Regions from separate parts of the Sus scrofa genome. Here region 1 is linked to region 2. A link is a contact called in public HiChIP or PLAC-seq data. All regions are on one chromosome and are shown on one strand. The core of a region is the stretch at or near the end of the contact, and the rest is flanking DNA. Distances in the headings are between cores, read along the strand shown. Region 1 overlaps LRRFIP2 (leucine-rich repeat flightless-interacting protein 2). Region 2 has its middle 17 kb from the start of LRRFIP2.

Region 1 (6,913 bases), core at 435-2,934, 93 kb after region 2:
GAAAGCACCCCAGAATGAGATGGAGTGCAAAGGGCAGCGACTCTGAAATAATGATGCTTGGCCTTAACCCATCTCTCCAACCTTTTAGTTGTGTTAAAAGAATTTTTTTTTTAATTTATACAATAGGCATGTAATGACTATCTTCATATAGAAAATAGCTATAAAAGTTCTGAGCCAGTGGCTACCATTATATTATTCTATGTAAGTCTTAAGTCATATTTATTATTGTTCTTGTGAACAAGAATACTGTTGCTTAATTGTTTGTTTGCTTTTTAGGGCCACACCTGCATATTTGAAAGTTCCCAGGCTAGGATTTGAATCAGAGCTGCAACTGCCAGCCTACACCACAGCCACAGCAATGCAGGATTCGAGCCATGTCTGTGACCTACACTACAGCTCATGGCAATGCCAGATTTTTAACCCACTGAGCGAGGCCAGGGATTGAACCCGCATCCTCATGGATACTGGTCAGATTCATTTCCACTGAGCCGCAGTGGGAACTCCCTATTGTTGCTTAATTGTATTACCTCTTAGCAAAACTTAATATTGGTAAGCCTTGAAGAAGGCATCTTCGTGGATGGGCTTCCAGATTCCTTTCAGGAAGAGCAGAGTTTGTAAGCAAGGTAATCAGACAGAGCTGAGATAAGAAATAGCTGATGAATGAAGTAAAAAAAAAAAGTTCATTGTTTATTTATTATTCAACACATATTTGAATTTATAACTACCTGCTATATGTGAGGCACTGTGTTAAGTGCTGGGAATAATGTGGTAAGCCACACAGGCCAGATTTCTGATATCATGGAGCTTATGTATCTTAGTGAAGGAAATAGAACATAAACTAGTAAAGAAAGGGACAAAAAGAAAAGGTAAACCCAGGGTCTTGAAGAGAAAAAGTAAGTGAAATGACAGAGGACATTGAGGGTGTGTGTGTGTGTGTCCGTCCCCGTCCGTCCTTTTGGATGAGGTTTCTCTGAAGGAGGTGACCTTTGAGCTGAAAGTCAAATGTGAGGAGCCAGCTGTTTGAGGAAGAGCTGGGCAGAGAGCGTCCTAGGCCAGAGGTAGGAAGAGACTGGGTACAAAGTTTGGGGAACCATAAAGAGGCCAGTGTGGTTCTCTTGTTGTTTTGTTCTGCAGTTCTCCATCTTGAAGAATATGAAAAAGAGGGAACTGTGGAAATTGGGTGAAAGGCACAGTGAATACTCTGCAAATAGTTCTACAGTCACTGATTAATGGAGTCAATAGCTATAATGCACTATAAATTTGTAAAATATAGTAGAATCTTAGGTGAATGCTACCCTAGAATCCCTCTGGTGAGGGTGATGCTGGTCTTCAGGCAGCAGATGGATGATCTGTATAGCAAAGAGAAAACTACGATGAAGAAGAGCTTATTTTAGGGAGCTGTGGTATCATTTCGAATACCACATTACATTTCTGTCTTTCTTTCTGGAGCAGGTAAACTATAACAGTTTCCTCATTTCCTTTCATTCTTTATCACGCACCCAAAAGCGGAACAGTTTGCCCCCATATGCTAAAGTTCTTATCTTTTTCTTCTCTCTTTCCTTAACTTTTAAAACATCTCATTTTTTTTTTTTTTTTTTTCTGGCTAAAAGGTCTCTGCTGCTGATTATTTCAGTCGATCCAATCGTAGGGGGAGCATTGTCTCCGACGTGGATGATGTCAGCATCCCAGATGTGACCAGTGTGAGTGCATCGCATGGGGACTCATTGTCCCAGGCGTGTGACTAACAGCTAACACAGTAGCTATTTTAAAATTTGGAACTTTGAGTTCCCATTGTGGTGCAGCAGAAATAAATCTAACTAATATCCATGAGGATGCAGGTTCAATCCCTGGCCTCACTCAGTGGATTGGGGATCCAGTGTTGTCGTGAGCTGTGGTGTAGTTTGCAGATGTAGCTTGGATCCCTTGTTACTATGGCTGTGGCTTACGCTGGCAGCTGTAGCTCCAATTGGACCCCTAGTCTGGGAACTTCCATGTGCCACGAGTGCAGCCCTAAAAAAGACAAAAAAACAAAAACAAAAAAACCCTTAAAAAATAGTTATTTGTTTTGAAATGTGTATATTGCTATGTTCTGATTTTTAAAATCGGATACAACATTACATTTGTGGTATCACATCTGTCTTTCTTTTTGTTTGTGTCTGCAGAAATTTTACTCCATAGAACCCATTAGCAGCTCCAACAATGATCCATATTTTGCCAGTTTTGTTTCAGCTGTTTCTTTACCCTTTCCTCTTTTTTTTCTGAATTATTTTAAAGTAAATCCCATACATCATGCCATTTCCCAGTAAAAGGTTCAGTACTGAGCACATTTCTAGTTGAGAACTTTATTTACTGTGCCATCATCATATCTAATAAAATGAAAATTAAGTCTTTAAAATCATCTAGTTCCTAGCTCATATTTAGATATTCCTCATCAGTGTTAAAATTTCCTTCCCTTTTCATTTTGGTGAATCCATAAATTTTTAGATAAACTTTGGGGAAGATTGAACAGTAAAATATACTACTTATTAAAATGTCACTAATTCATAGTAACTGGGAAGACTCTGTATGAATTTTGAATATTTGAATTATGGCATTGTTTTAAAGAAATGCCTATCCATTGCTTTTACATTCTTTGGGAACTGAATTTAGGAAAGAGTGTCCAGTAGAAATGCCTTGAGGCATTTACCTTAGTGAACGAACCCTGACCAGCAGGAATCTACCTTCCTGATTTATCTGACAGCCTGATTTCCTGTCTGTAACACCTTCTTTCTATTGCTGACATTAGTATTGTTTTGCTCTTGGACCAAGACTGTCCTAATTATCAAGTGCTTTGAATCACATGAAGCAGGGTTTCTTAAAAAGCTAGGCAGTTTTGTAATGAAGAGATAATGATTTATATTTAGCACATCACCGAGTGTATTAAATAGCTATTTCTGAATGATTAATCCTAGAAAACAATTTTAAGTGTGGTCCTTAAGTATTCCAGATTGTTGACTCTCAAAGCTGGCTAAACAACAGTCCCATCTTGGACTAGTTGGATGGTCAGATCAAGGAATCTCCCTGTACACAAAGTTAGAAGACTGGCTCCCAGGTCCTTCACCTGAAGTAATTGCCCATTTTATTAATTTGCTTAGTAACCTGTTTTTTCATAAATATAAACAGTTTAATTTCTTGTGTACACCTTTTATCTTAAAAACTTTGAATTCTTTTAACATCTCATGTGATGTCTGAATGATTGGTTATGTTGTCCTTATGTTTATTTCTTGGCAATTTATTTTAGTAACTACACAGAAGTGAAAAGATTGCCAGTATTTTTTTTTTTTTTTTTTTTTTTGTCTTTTTGCTATTTCTTGGGCCGCTCCCACAGCATATGGAGTTTCCCAGGCTAGGGGTCTAATCGGAGCTGTAGCTGCCAGCCTATGCCAGAGCCACAGCAACTCGGGATCCGAGCCGCGTCTGCAACCTACACCATAGCTCACGGCAACGCCGGATCGTTAACCCAGTGAGCAAGGGCAGGGATCAAACCCACAACCTCATGGTTCCTAGTCGGATTCGTTAACCACTGCGCCACGACGGGAACTCCAGATTGCCAGTATTTTAAGTCTTCCACTGCCTCTACTAACTAAGTAAAAATTCTTTTCTTTTCATGTATATTTCGATTTATCTACATATTTTAATAAAGGTTATATATTTTAGGAGTTCCTGTCTGGCTCAGCAGAAACAAATCTGACTAGTATCGATGAGGACACAGGTTCGATCCCTGGCCTCGCTCAGTGGGTTAAGGAGCCAGTGTTGCCATGAGCTGTGGTGCAGCTCAGATCTGGCATTGCTGTTGCTGTGGCTGTGGCATAGGCCAGCAGCTATGGCTCCAATTCGACCCCTAACCTGGGAACCTCCATATGCTGTGGGTGCAGCCCTAAAAAGACAAAAAAAAAAAAATATATATCTATATCTATATCTATATATATATATACACACATACTAAAGGTATAAAACATAATGATTTAATATACGTGTATATAGGGTATGCATATCAAATCATGCTGTTTACCTTATAACATAAGGAAAAGATTCTTTAGAGCAGTGGTTGACTCTGGCTAGCTCCCTGTTATTTTATAGCCTACAAGCCACTTTTTTTTTTTTTTAATGGTTATTTAAGTACTTATATAATATCCTTAATTTTGCCTCTGGGCAAAGCCTGAAATACATGTTGGTCCCCTCTCTAGAGCAAAAAATTTTCTCTAATACTATTTCTTTTAAAGGTTATGCTAGAATTCAGCTCACTTTAGACAAATAAAAAGTGGACTTGATGTTGGTAAGATCTCTTCCCCCCCCACACACAGTTTTTAAAAAGATAAGCTGGAAATATGAATTTTTTTTATGTGAACTATCCCGATTTTTAAATGTAGACAATGAATTTTAAAATTATTTATTTATTTATTTATTATTATTATTTTTTTAGCTATTTCTTGGGCCGCTCCGTGGCATATGGAGGTTCCCAGGCTAGGGGTTGAATCGGAGCTGTAGCCACCGGCCTACGCCAGAGCCACAGCAACGCGGGATCCGAGCCGCGTCTGCAACCTACATCACAGCTCACGGCAACGCCGGATCGTTAACCCACTGAGCAAGGGCAGGAACCGAACCCGCAACCTCATGGTTCCTAGTCGGATTCGTTAACCACTGCGCCACGACGGGAACTCCTGAATTTAAAAATTTAAAAGATAACTTCTGGCTTCCTCATTGTGGATCAAATATATGTGTACAGTCTGCTAGTTTATAACCTCTGAGCTAGAAGGTGGTGGAAAAGGTACAAGGTCTTAAGACTGAATACAGTAGTTCTAGCCTCTTGCCTCTTCTTTTGCATTGTTTTCCTTTCTGTCCCTTAGGTCAGGCTAGAGGGAAGAAAAGGAATGTACGTGTGCTTAACTTTAGTTTTATCAATTATTAATAATTAGATCATTTCTGAATAAACTCCTCAGCCATTTTTTTTAGGAGATTATTAAAAGTAATTTTTCCCTTCCCTTCTATGGTTGGGATCTTCTGTTTTCTAGTTTTTTTTCCAAGTAGAATTTTTGAATAACATAATCAAGTCAGTATATACATATAAATTAGAAGTTAACAAAGGATTAGAATCCAATGACTGCATTAAACAAACTATACTATAAATACTTAACTAGATTATAATTTTATACTTTTTTTTGTTTAAATGGCCACATCTTCAACATATGGAAGTTCCTGGGTCAGGGATTGAATCTGAGTCCCTGCTGCGACCTACACACAGCTGCAGCAATACAGGATCCTTTAACCTGCTGCACCAGGCTAGGGCTTAAACCTGTGCCGCCACAGCAACCCAAGCCACTACAGTCAGGTTCTTAACCCACTGTGCCACAGCAGGAACTCCCTAATTTTACACCTTTTGAAAAAATAAGTGATGTTTATTTGGATGCCTTAATATAATCCTTTTATCTCTTGATCACACATTATATTAGATTTATGATATGGTTGACAAAATGGTTGCTTCATGCTGAAAGTGACCACACATCAGATATGCATAGCCCAGTTTTGTCAAATCTCAACTCTCCTTTTAAGAGAAAAAATATAATTTTGAACAGAATACGCCTTTGTTTCTAACCAACTCTTTCAAATGATAGTATTAAAATATACTCACAGGTAAAATTCTCTTTCCATTTTAAAAGGTTCAATTGTATACCATTTTAGTAGAATAAAATTCTTTCAAAGTAGCCATATGCTAAAACAAAGATCAAAGGGCTTCTTAATCAGAAAATAAGAAATACCTTTCTTTTAAAAAGAAATGGTGTCAAAGATTTGACAAGAAATCTTTTCAAGAAATATTTCTCATATGTGCTAGTTTCAACAAATAGTCAAGGAGTTTAGATCTAAAGTGAAACAAAATATAATCTATAATGTCAAGAGCAAAGCATTTTCAGATTTCTTAGACGCAGAGGCATTTATGACTGAAATATGGAGAAGATAATATTTAAGACTTTGTTTACTAGTTGATAATTTGATTTTTTTTTTTTTTTCTTTTTAAAAAGGACCACATTTGCGGCACATGGAAATTCCTGGGCCTGGGGTCAGATCAGAGCTGCAGCTGCTGGCCTACACCACAGCCATGGCAACACCGGATCTGAGCCACATCTTCAGCTTGTGGCAACACTGGATTCTTAACCCACTAAGCAAGGCCAGGGATCAAACCTGCATCCTTGTGAACATTATTGGGTTCTTAACCTGCTAAGCCGCCAAGGGAACTCCCAACTTGAAATTCTTTTTTTTTTTTTTTGTAAGATTTTTATTTTTTCTATTATAGCTGATTTACAATGTTCTGTCAATTTCTGCTGTACGACAAAGTAACCCAGTTATACATTTATGTATACATTCTTTTTCTCACATTATCTTCCGCCATGTTCCATCACAAGTGACTAGATAGAGTTCCCTGTGCTATATAGCAGGATCTTATTGCTTATCCACTGCAAATACAGTATTTTGCATCTACTAACCCCAGACTCCAGTCCATCCTACTCCCTCCCCTTTCCCCTTGGCAACCACAAGTTCGTTCTCCAAGTCCATGAGTTTGTTTCTTTTCTGTGGTAAAAAGTTCATTTGTGCAGTATATTAGATTCCAGATGTAAGTGATATCGTATGGTATTTGTCTTTCTCTTTCTGACTTACTTCACAGTATGAGAGTCTCTATTTCCATCCATGTTGCTGCAAGTGGTATTATTTTGTTCTTTTTTTATGGCTCAGTAGTATTCCATTGTGTATATATGTACCACATCTTCTTAATCCATTCATCTTTCAAGGGACATTTAGGTTGTTTCCATGTCTTAGCTATTGTGAATAGTGCTGCAGTGATCATAGGGGTGCATATATCTTTTTCAATGAAAGTTTTGTC
Region 2 (6,406 bases), core at 2,733-5,232:
TATAGGCTGGCAGCTGTAGCTCCGATTCAACCCCTAGCTTGGGAACTCCCACATGCCGCAGGTAAAGCCCTTAAAAAAAAAAAAAAGTCTTGTGGTGGCTTCTAGGAAAACAGACTCTGGTTTTTCTCCTCTCTGCCTCTTCTGCTGGTTTCTGGCCCTCTCCTTGACTTGTTCATATTAATGGGCCCAGGTGTTTTTGCCCTTGGTCCCTACCATCTACTCCCAGTACAGCAGCTAGAGTTATTTTTTAAAACATGAGTCAGATCATATTATTCCTTCGCTTGGGATCCTCCCACAGTTGACTATTTCACTGAGTAAACGTTCTTACAGTGGCTCTGCAGGCCCTTTGTGATCTGCATCCTGTATCTCTCTGCTGCAGCCACGGTCTTCCTTGCCATTCCTTGCACACATTCAGAATGCTTCTGCCTCAGGGCCTTTGTGCTGGTTTTTCCCTCTGCCTGGAATCCTCTTTGTCCCGAGAGCCCATGGGTCCGTCTCTAACCTTCCAGTCTTTGCTCAAAATCACCTTCTCAGAGAGATCTCCCCTGGCCGCTCCATTTAAAATTACAACACTTCTTCCCATCCTGATGCCTTTTTTCTTTCTTTGTTTTTGGTAGCCCTTATTATCTCTGAATAATACTATATTATATATACTTATTTGTTGTTTATGCTCTCTCTCTCCCACTAGAATGTAATTCCACAGAGATAAGGATCTTTGTGCCTTGTTTGCTGATATAATCCAAACATCTCTTAGGATTATTCTAGACACATCCTGAGGTGTGTCCTAATGGCTCCCCTCTACCTGGAGGGGCCTGTCATGGTCAGGAGCTACTATATTGGGTGAATTCCTTCCCAGAAATCTTCATAGACCCTCTGGGGCCTCCAGGACTTCTACCTCCCAGGCCAGCACTTACTCCATCTTCTTGAAGAGTGATAAATGGAACTGTTTTAATAATACAGTTACATTTTTAGGTCCTGTTTCGCAGGCTCACAGGGTACATCATGGACCATCATGCTCCAGTTCAAATAGCAGGGGCTGTATCTGTATCTAGTTTCCAAGAATCTTATCAGAACAGGAAGTAATCTTAGGTTACTGTCCTAACCCTGCCAAGTACCTGCATCCCTGTCCATCCCATAGCTCTATCTCTCAAACCATTTCCCTTTGAACATAATGGTACAAATTTATGCCTGCTGGATCTTTTCTTTTATGGTATCTTTTTGACCTTGTCTCAGGTTTATTAGTCTGTAATTTCAGGCTGGGCCCCAGGGGTATTTCTGAAATATAATTGTGTGTTTTGTGTGTGGGTGGGTTGCAGGCATGGTCTGTGGCTTTGAATCTGAAGATTAAAGGGTAATCATAATAACTGATAATTAGCAATTTGGATGAGTAGAATAACATTTTATTGATTAAAATAATGACACTAGTCATCCTTTTTTGACTGCTTGGTTTTTGCCAGCCACTAAATTAACTGAGGTAGGGAATATTGAAACAGGAAAAAACTGATCACACGAAGTCAGTGATGGGGCCATGATTCAAACCCAGGCAGACTGACTCAAGGGTCCACTCTATTCTTTGCAGACAGTTACTGTCTTCTCATATTCTCTCCTCCTCCATTGCTCTTATTTCTCTTCAGTCTTGGCTCCCAACACTTTGCTGCCTCAGCTCACCTGGTGGCTGAGACTTCCTACTGAACCCACTTCCTTGGTGCATCCCCAATTTCTTTTCTTCTTTTTCTTTTTTCTTTTTATGGCCACAACTGCAGGATATGGAAGTTCCCAGGCTAGGGAACCACAGCCATGGCAACCCTGGATCCAAGCCACATCTGCGACTTACGCCACAGCTTGCAGCAATGCTGGATCCTTAACCTGACGCACAAGGCCAGGGATCAAACCCACATCCTCACAAACACTGTGTTGGGTTCTTGACCTGCTGAGCACAAAGGAAACTCCAAAGCATCCCCAGTTTCTAATGCATCCTGCCCAGTCCTCTGCGGACTGGATCTAACTCGTTTGCTCGCTGATTACAGCCCAGCAGTGTGTACAACAACATCACAGGAACCTCTGCTCTAGGGGAAAGGCCATACCCTGAAGACAAATAGGAAAAGACTCTCCCATTCTAGCCCTTCCCGCCCCCCATTTCGCACACTTCCTCCCTTGACATTTCCCCTTGAGCCAGGCGGAGCGGCGATCTCTAGAGGCTTCCCTGAGAGCATGCTCCTCACCTGGAATAAGCTATTCTCGTCAGCTCACATCCTATATTTTCCAGGATACCTCTTGTACAAGGCAGAGTTCTCAGGTTGCCAGCAACAGGACTGACCCTAAAGACACCTTATTGGAATGAAAAGGAAAGGTCCCAGAATTTACAGAATCTGACCCAAAATAGGCCCCAGGAAGAGGAAGAGTTAGGGTGCCTGAGGAGTCTAGATAGCAGGAGTTAATGGGCAGTTCCTTCAAGGGAGGACAGATTTTCTCCCCGTCTGTTCCTGTGCTCAAGGTCCAAATTCTTGGAGGAAAGAGTGTGGGTAGCCTGGTTTGGGTCACTTGGTCACGCATACTCCTTGGCCACAGCACTTTAATGGACATCCTCTCCCAGACTCTCTACCATGGGTTGGGACAGTTTCCCACAGGTAATCAAGGTGCTCCATCAAAAAGGAGGAGAAGGGGGATGGAGAGCAGACTAGACACTAGACCACAGCACACACACCCTGGCCCCTCCCTTCCTTCTGACCTTAGACCAATATTGCTGTCTTGCTCCACAGTGGCCTCTCACCCATTAGCCATGCCTCAGGTGGTTATTTAAATTGTGTGCTGTAGAATCATGGTCATAGCCATCACTGGGCCTTACATTGTGGCTGTCGCCCTCCTGAGGGGGAAATTTCCTCTCTTAATCCTCTTGTTTCTTCCTCAGGACTATGTTTGCATATAGGGCACTGAGCATAATCTTCTTTAATGGTTTTGAGGTTGTGGTCACAGATTCAAGTGTACACAGAAAGAGGCCAGGCAGGAAATGTCGATGGTGACAGACAGTAGGGAGTGTTGGGGACCTGAGGTACACTGGACAGCTGAGCCCTGTGTAGCCAAAATCAGACTTTTGCTTTTTTTTTTTTTTTTTTTTTAAGGCTGCACCTGTGGAAGTTCACAGGCTATGGTCGAAGTGGAGCTACAGCTGCTGGTCTATGCCACAGCCATGGCAACACAGGATTTAAACCACATGTATGACCTAGGCTTCAGCTTAAGGCAACACCAGATCCTTAACCCACTGAGCGAGGCCAGGGATTGAACCTACATCCTCATAGACACTATGTTGAGTTCTTAACCCACTGAGCCACTATGGGAACCCCCCAAAATCAGACTTTTAAAAAGAACAGTGGGAGTCTTCTTGTGGTTCAGTGGATTAAGGATCCAGTGTTGTCACTGCAGTGGCTTCGGTCACTGCTGTGTTGCAGGTTTGATCCCTGGCACAGGAACCTCCACATGCTTTGAGTACAGCAAAAAAAAAAAAAAAAAAAAAAAAAAGACTGTGTGGACCAAACAAACCTCATGTGAGAGCTTTAAGACCAGAGGACCATCAGTCTACGGAACGAACCAATCACTAGGAACAAGCCAGAAATGATGTGTCAACTTTTCACCCTTCACCCTGCAGCGTGGCTCCCCTCAGACCATGTGACGTTCTGCTTAAGTGAAGGAAGGGGAGCGGAGGAGACCCCCACTGGGAAACAGACTGTAAGTTAATATCTTAAAATATTTTCCAGCTCTTTCCACATTTGGCTAGGATAGACCCTTGTCTTGGGCTCAACTACATAAAATGGCTATAGAGGCACAATGCCTGGCTCAGACAAAAGCTGCTTTGACCATTGAGAGAGGAGAGTCTGGATCAGAAGGATCAATTTTGTGATGAATCAGTGAATGATGCTGAGTGGAACTAATCAGGCTTGCATTGTGTCACCCTTTCATGGCTGAGTGATTTGAAACCTGGCCACTCTCCAGAGATTTCTTCATGGCCTCTGTTGGCTTTCTGAGCATGTGTACAAACACACCACATACATATGCACACATAGGGAGGACAAGAGAATGTGGAAAAGTGCACTTGAGGGATAAGAAGCCTCAGAGAGATGCTAGAGGCATCCTGGACAGGACTAGAAACAAAGAGAAATGCAAGACGATGACGACCAGTGGAAGGAATTTAGCTCGATCTGCCTCTCGGGAGTCAAGGAGGTCTCAGGGAAACAGAGCCCCGGGTAACAAATTAACTCCTCAGCAAGGCAAATTCCTGGAGGATTAAAGGATAGGGAGCATTCCTAGCAGCACTTCTAGTGACTGAAGCCATGGGAATAGGAAGGGTAATCAATTAATTTTCCTCTCGGGAGTCTCACTGACATTGTTCCTCAAAGCATTGGGTGGATCTCCAAAGCCATGTTAAGTCAGGCCTGGATTCCCCATCCTATTAGTTAAGGTTATGTTGGTTTCAGGGAAGAGAAATGGACTTTGGCTGACTTGAACAAAAAAGGGGATTACTGGAAAGCCCCTGGAGCTTTTATGAAATCAGAGGGAGGCTGAACCCCATCTCAGGGAGGGAAGACACTGAGCTCCAGCGCTTGGTGGTTGTGACATTGATGTGACTGTTTGAGTGTGTCTGGGCTTTCGGCTCTTTAAGGAAAGTGGGTCTTATGGGCCCTGTGACTTACCTCAGGTTCCGTAGAAGCAGAGGGATACTGGTGCAAATGATTCACTGGGGAGTGCTCAGGAGAAACTTAATAGGCAGGGACATAGGATGGAGCAGGATCTAGAGCTGCAAGTCTAGCCTCAGCCTGATCCCACTGTGGAATCTAAAGAATGCAGGGCACTACAGCTATCCCACCTGACACAAGGGAGCCTGCCTTTTGGACCCCCATATCCATCAGTTATGGACAGTGGCTTGCCTTATGTGGGGGTGGGGCATAATTTCTCAAGCGTTCTGGGAAAAGGCTATTCAAGAGCAGGGGCAGCTGTGAGCTGTTAGCAGCCAGCACTCACAGCAGCTGGTGGAGGTGCACTGCCCAGGCAAGGGGGTCTGGGCAGAGCCCCAAGTGAACCCATGTGCCTGGCATGAGTGAGGTGTCCACCCAAGGGCAATCAATCACTTGAGAGAGAGAAGAGGTGGAACTTTGAGATCTTGGCATGCAGGGGCTGCTTCCAGAGGAAAGCAAACAGAAGGGTGAAGGACAGCTCTGCCAAAGGGTGTCCATTTAAATCATTTCCACTGAGAGTGCCCTTCTGGCCAGTAATTTTTTACAATATTATTTTTCATATTTTTTCCATGGTGGTTTATCATAGGATATTGAATATTGTTGCTTGTGCTATACAGTAGGACTTCATTGTTTATCTATTCAATATATAATAGTTTACATCTGCTAATCCCAAATTCCCATTTAGTCCTCATCCCTCCCTCATGGCAACCACAGGTCTATTCTCTATATTTTTTGTGAGTCTGTTTCTCTTTCATAGATAAGTTGTGTCCTTTTTTTTTTTTTTTTTTTTTTTTCTTTTTTGGCTGCCCTGGGCCAGGGATCAGATCCAAGTTGCAGTTTCGACCTAAGCTACAGCTGCAGCAATGTTGGATCTTTAACCCACCGTGCCAGGCAGGGGATTGAACCTGTGTCCCAGCGTTCCCAAGACACCACTGATCCTGTTGCACCACAGCAGGAACTCCATCTGTGTCCTATTTTAGATTCCACGTATAAGTGATAAATGGCATTTGTCTTTCTCTTTCTGACTGATTTTGCTTAGTATGAGAATCCTAGGTCCATGCATGTGGCAGCAAATAGATCCTTTTTTATCTGGCTGGTAAATGATATTACTTACCTAACCTCTGTGTGTGTGTGTTTGAATTTGTGACCCCAGATCTAAACCCCTTAATGAAGATTTAGGTGTCTAGGTATTACCCAGAAGTGGACTCTATAGGTATTAGGTATGAATGTGTTCTGCTTTAGTAGACATTGCCAAAGAGCTCCCCAGAATTTTTTTTTCCTTTTTATTAGCGAGGTTACCCACTCCTTTTCAGGTCTCAAACTTTGTGTGTGTGTGTCTGTCTGTCTGCCTGTGTATATACTCTTTTACTTCTTTTTACAGTTGCACCTGCAGTATATGGAAGTTCCCAGGCTAGGGGTCAAAATGGAGCTGCAGCTGAGGCCATAGCAACAGCAAATCTGAGTCACATGTGTGACGTATGCCACAGCTTGCGACATCACCATATCCTTGACCCACTAAGTGAGGCCAGGGATCAAACTCACATCCTCACAGAGGCAACGTCCGGTACTTAACCCACTGAGCCACAACAGGAACTCCTGGTTATGTATTTGATACTGCTTTTAATGACATATGAAAGTTGTAGTTGCCCACATCCTTACCTGCACTTGATATTGTCTTT

What was found. HiChIP or PLAC-seq counts read pairs in DNA pulled down with a chosen protein or histone mark.
Region 1: a contact with region 2 is called in an H3K27ac HiChIP or PLAC-seq map of alveolar macrophages. The contact joins two enhancer-like sites. A contact is called at or near these places in 1 of 47 Hi-C or Micro-C datasets (liver) and 1 of 2 datasets of contacts at active chromatin or transcription factors (alveolar macrophages).

What each region holds. Positions count from the first base shown.
Region 1 is chr13:21,741,702-21,748,614 of Sscrofa11.1, forward strand. LRRFIP2 (leucine-rich repeat flightless-interacting protein 2) reads left to right here. Exons shown (of 29, transcript XM_021071626.1): 16 at 1,611-1,700. Among named protein-coding and RNA genes, the nearest start is that of LRRFIP2, 78 kb to the left of the region's middle. Within about 2 kb of position 1,685, at least 6 of the 83 cell types and tissues checked have an H3K27ac peak or open chromatin away from gene starts, as enhancers often do. A contact at or near this core is called in alveolar macrophages, where this site is marked.
Region 2 is chr13:21,646,654-21,653,059 of Sscrofa11.1, forward strand. It overlaps LOC100737115. Among named protein-coding and RNA genes, the nearest start is that of LRRFIP2, 17 kb to the right of the region's middle. Within about 2 kb of position 3,983, at least 18 of the 83 cell types and tissues checked have an H3K27ac peak or open chromatin away from gene starts, as enhancers often do. A contact at or near this core is called in alveolar macrophages, where this site is marked.